Regions from separate parts of the Macaca fascicularis genome. Here region 1 is linked to region 2. Evidence: chromatin contacts called from public Hi-C data. All regions are on one chromosome and are shown on one strand. The core of a region is the stretch at or near the end of the contact, and the rest is flanking DNA. Distances in the headings are between cores, read along the strand shown.

Region 1 (2,700 bases), core at 171-2,670, 520 kb after region 2:
GTGATTTGCTCGCTTCACACTGTTGCAGCCTGGCCACGAAAGAACAAGCATTCCCGACTTCGGGATTCTTTCCACCACACACTTTCGTCCCTAAGGGGTGGGGGGCGGGGGGAAGATAAAATAACAACCGCGGAAAAGGAACCACTTACATGTGTCTAGCGCTTCCTAGAGGCTACTCAGGATATGGGCCCACCACCCGGCCGGGAAGGTGGAGATTTGAAGTCCAGGTTCTACCCCGGGCTCCTGAGTTCTACTGCGTTACTTTATGCGAGTGTCCCCCGCCTTCTGAGCTTGTTTTCCCGGAAGCAACTCGGCGCGGGTGGAGAGTGTGTGCGTGTGTGTGTGTGTGTGTGCGCGCGCGCGCATGTTGTGCGTGTTGTGTTAAGCGTGTGTGTGTTGTCCGGGGGCGGGAAGGGGAGTAGACTAACACCGGGGTTCCCCGAGTTTCGGATCGCCTACACGCTTGTTCCCATCTGGACCCTGTTACCCACTAATTGCGCCCACTATAAAAACTGCCCCTCGGAGGCAAAGCTGTGATCCCCCGCGCCCTTTCCCCCACGGTCCCGGAGGATGAAGTGGGGTGCAACGGAGACTCAGCTGAGCGTCCAGTTTTGGGCAATACAAATCTCTCAGCTTCTAAGAGCAGCCAGACAACCCCGCGGACCATCGCTCCTGAACTTGACCGAGATGCAAACTTCGCAGCGTTTCTCAACGTGGGGGGCCGACTCTCGGGAGACCGCCCCCAAACTTAAGCCCCCTTAGGCTCGCCCCCAACTGGGACTTCACAGAGCCACCTTAAGGGCGGCGCTCCCGCCCCCCGGAAGTGCGGGGGGGCGGCGGACCTGGACTCTCAGCCTCCCGCCCCGCGCGGTGGCGGACGCCGGTGGATGACTTCGAGCCCCACAAGTGGGGAAACACAACCACCCCTCGCCCGCACCCTTGACCCAAAACAACTGGCCGGGTTCCCTGGCCTCCCGGGTCCCCGCATCCCCTGCATCCCAGTCCGCAGCCGTGAACTTGAGCCCCCTCCGTCAGATGTTGCGAGCGTCCGCCCGCTCGCGGCAGCCACCGTCACTAGACAGTCAAACCCCAAGACGTCAGCCCACAATGCACCGGGCGGGCCGGGAAAAACGGCCCGGGGAGGGGACCGGGGAAGAGAGGGCCGAGAGGCGTGCGGCAGGGGGGAGGGTAGGAGAAAGAAGGGCCCGACTGTAGGAGGGCAGCGGAGCATTACCTCATCCCGTGAGCCTCCGCGGGCCCAGAGAAGAATCTTCTAGGGTGGAGTCTCCATGGTGACGGGCGGGCCCGCCCCCCTGAGAGCGACGCGAGCCAATGGGAAGGCCTTGGGGTGACATCATGGGCTATTTTTAGGGGTTGACTGGTAGCAGATAAGTGTTGAGCTCGAGCTGGATAAGGGCTCAGAGTTGCACTGAGTGTGGCTGAAGCAGCGAGGCGGGAGTGGAGGTGCGCGGACTCAGGCAGGCAGACAGACACAACCAGCCAGCCAGGACGGCAGTATAGTCCGAACTGCAAATCTTATTTTCTTTTCCACCTTCTCTCCAACTGCCCAGAGCTAGCGCCTGTGGCTCCCGGGCTGGTGTTACGAGGAGTGCCCAGAGAGCCTGGTCTCCAGCCGCCCCCAGGAGGAGAGCCCTGCTGCCCAGGCGCTGTTGACAGCGGTGGCGAGCAGCGGTACCCACGCGCCCGCCGGGGGAAGTCGGCGAGCGACTGCAGCAGCAAAGAACTTTCTCGGCCCGGAGGGCCGGAGACAACTGGCCCAGAGTCCCGGAGCGAACTTTTGCAAGCCTTTCCTGCGTCTTAGGCTATTCGGCGGCGGTAAAGACCAGGAGGCGGCGGACAGCCACGCAAAAGAAGAAGGACGTGCGCTCAGCTTCGCTCGCACCGGTTGCTGAACTTGGGCGAGCGCGAGCCGCGGCTGCCGGGCGCCCCCTCCCCCTCGCAGCGGAGGAGGGGACAAGTCGTCGGAGTCTGGGCGGCCGAGACCCGCCGCTGGTCGGCCTCTGCGGGTCGGCACTGATCCGCGCCGCCGGGAGAGCCGCTGCTCTGGGAAGCGAGTTCGCCCGCGGACTCCAAGGAACGGCGGCGCCCGAAGAGCGCTCAGTGAGTGACCGCGACTTTTCAAAGCCGGGTAGCGCGCGCGCGAGTCGACAAGTAAGAGTGCGGGAGGCATCTTAATTAACCCTGCGCTCCCTGGAGCGAGCTGGTGAGGAGGGCGCAGCGGGGACGACAACCAGCGGGTGCGCGCGCTCTTAGAGAAACTTTCCCTGCCAAAGGCCCCGGGGGGCACGGGTGTCCCCCGCTTGCCAGAGCGCTGTTGCGGCCCCGAAACTTCAGCACGCAGCCCAAACTAACCTCACGTGAAGTGACGGACTGTTCTATGACTGCAAAGATGGAAACGACCTTCTATGATGATGCCCTCAACGCCTCGTTCCTCCCGTCCGAGAGCGGAGCTTATGGCTACAGTAACCCCAAGATCCTGAAACAGAGCATGACCCTGAACCTGGCCGACCCAGTGGGGAGCCTGAAGCCGCACCTCCGCGCCAAGAACTCGGACCTCCTCACCTCGCCCGACGTGGGGCTGCTCAAGCTGGCGTCGCCCGAGCTGGAGCGCCTGATAATCCAGTCCAGCAACGGGCACATCACCACCACGCCGACCCCCACCCAGTTCCTGTGCCCCAA
Region 2 (2,700 bases), core at 117-2,616:
CAAGCAAAAACTATACAAAGCAAAACTCTACCATTTAAATAACAGCCACAACATAAAAGACTCTCCCTTCTTTATGATTTACAATTCAAAAGAATAAGCACCTCACCCCTCCTGGTCTCATACTTTAAAATTTAATCTAAGGATAACTGCTTTTCAGACTTTGGTCACGTCATGACTGACTCTTCAGGGAAGATTTTGTGTTAAGACACAGAAGTGCTTTAGTGGAAAACAGCCCAAGATGAGGGAAATTCACCATTTTGCACCTTATCAATCTTTTTTTTTTATTTTTTTTTTATTTTTTTTTGAGGCGGAGTCTAGCTCTGTCCCCCAGGCTGGAGTGCAGTGGCGCGATCTCAGCTCACTGCAAGCTCAGCCTCCTGGGTTCACGCCATTCTCCAGCCTCAGCCTCCCGAGTAGCTGGGACTAAAGGCGCCCACCACCACGCCCAGCTAATTTTTTGTATTTTTAGCAGAGACGGGGTTTCACCGTGTTAGCCAGGATGGTCTCGATTCTCCTGATCTCGTGATCCGCCCGTCTGGCCCTCCCAAAGTGCTGGGATTACAGGCGTGAGCCACCGCGCCCGGCTCCTTGTCAATCTTCAAATAAAAAGGAAACGGATAAAAATGGAAAGATATCCCTAGGCCTTCCTACTCAGGACAACTGTAAACAAACAGCATTATCTCATCTAAACTCATCTGTGCCTCAAACATTATCACAAGTGCTGGAAGCGTTTAAAGCTACAAGTAACACTAGCCTAAAAATGCCTTCGGTAGCCAGACGTGAATTAAGGGCTCCTCAAATGCTGGGAAAATGTCCTACAAGGGTAAGCGGAGGAGAGAAAGAGAACTGAATATAGTCAAATGGGCACTGATCGGAGAGGAAGCAGCCCGGGTTCCAGACACCTAACGGGCAGCCTTGGATACAGTCAAGGCCGACCCTTCCCTTCCCTTCCCTTGAGTGGCCGGACGCCTCACCCAGAAGAGGACACAGGGGACTCAACAACGTCTCGGGAGCAACGGCCCGGCGGGTGTGAGACTAAGCGGCCAGAGGAGGAGGATAGGGGAGGAGGAGAAAGGGGAGGAGGAGAAAGGGCAAAAGGAGGCAACTACTGCGGCAAAAGGGAGGGAAGGGCCGGGCTGGAGAAGCCTCTTTCTGGGCGTGCGCGCTGAGAGCCTGCGCGCCAGCAAAAGCCCCCGGCGCCCACGTGGGACTGAGAGGCGGGTCACTTACAGTACTTGTCCAATCTGAAATTACATTTTAGCTAGAGAGATTCCGCACGTAGCCGCACCGAGCCCCACGGCGCCTGGGCAGGGCGGTCCCGGGGGCGGCTGCAGCACCGCCTCGCGCACGGCCCCGCCGCGTCAGGCGCGGCCCCTGTAAAGCGCGGCCTGATTGGCCCTTTGAACCGGTCGTGGGATTGGCCGGCACCTCCGCGGGCAGAGCCGGGCAGGGCGCGAGGAGCGCGGACCCAAGACCGGCTAGGCTGCGACTGCTCAGGCTGCGAGTTCCCAGCTCTGGGGTCTCACCTTGCGGAGCTCACCCAGGCGGACTCTCCGCAGCCCCGGATGGGTGTCTGTGTTAGTTTACTAAACACCAGGACTATTGTAGGCGAGTGTAAGCAATAATAAGAATATTGCATGGTTACAATTCTTGATTGCTTGCTTTGTGTCTGGTTCCTTACTCTTTGCAGAAATGTTCTAACCCCGTGGCCAAGCCCCGTACTTCAACGTATGACATTCTGTAAATATGCAAAACAGATGGGTCCCTGCCTTTGAGAAGTTTTACAATTTACTGGGTACTGGACACCCAACTCACTTAATTCTCACATGCCTTCCCTTTCTAATAATCTACATGTTATGTATCCCTGTTCTACAGATGTGGGGAATCCGAAATTTTTAGCTCTTACTAGGACACACAGCTAGGAAGCAATCAAAGGGAGAATTCCAACCTGAGCTCCAATCCGAGCTATTTTCATAAAAGGCACGATCCCAGGCTGAGGGAGCTCGAGATTGGGGAGACAAGTTTAGCAGTCGCTGAGTCCAAACATGTCGTTTTCCTAGAAAAGGAAACTGAGATCCAGGAAGGGGAAGTGATTTTCCAAAGACACACCTGTGAAAGATAATAATTTCACTGAACTGATCTTAAGTGGCAGGTGCAGTAAGATTGTCTGCTATCTTCACAACAACCCCAGAAGTAAATGAGTGCTCTTATCTTGGTCTTACAGGTGAGAACAGCCCAGTGAGGCTGAGGCCACACAATTAGCCCCAGTCTTTGCACTGCAACTCTACCAGGGATCCTCGTTTGGCTCATTTTCTTTCTTCTGCACCATGATTGTTCACCTTTTCATTACCAGCAACATATCCAAAGACCTAGCTGTAGACTCGTTGGAATCTGTTACTCAGCAGCTGTGTGAATCAAGGGTTCAATAGGAATAATGATATTAAGATGTATTCATCTTACCTTTTCAGAGCATTATGAAGAATAAGTGTGGTAAGACATATGAAAATGCTTTGTAAAGTGTTAGATGCTTAATACACAGAAGACATTGCTTCCAGATCTGCTTCAACATACCCCAAGAACGGAATAAGTGAAATATGCTGGTTTCATGCACTGTGGCAAGGGGGTCTCATCTTGGCTAGACTTGAATAAGTGGATTTGCTGCCTGGCCTCTATGGATGGCTCTTTCTCTAGGCTTTTGTG

What was found. A called contact is a pair of places that touch in the nucleus more often than the background predicts.
Region 1: a contact with region 2 is called in a Hi-C map of liver, with 3 times the contacts expected there. The contact joins the promoter of JUN here to the promoter of FGGY in region 2. A contact is called at or near these places in 2 of 2 Hi-C or Micro-C datasets (liver and skeletal muscle).

Annotation. Positions count from the first base shown.
Region 1 is chr1:175,918,004-175,920,703 of T2T-MFA8v1.1, forward strand. It overlaps JUN (Jun proto-oncogene, AP-1 transcription factor subunit), which reads left to right and starts at 1,421. Exons shown (of 1, transcript XM_005543232.4): 1 at 1,421-2,700. The coding sequence starts at 2,399.
Region 2 is chr1:175,394,262-175,396,961 of T2T-MFA8v1.1, forward strand. FGGY (FGGY carbohydrate kinase domain containing) reads right to left here and starts at 1,367. Exons shown (of 15, transcript XM_074005618.1): 1 at 1,231-1,367. LOC123568599 (a long non-coding RNA gene) reads left to right here and starts at 1,439. Exons shown (of 3, transcript XR_012419594.1): 1 at 1,439-1,614.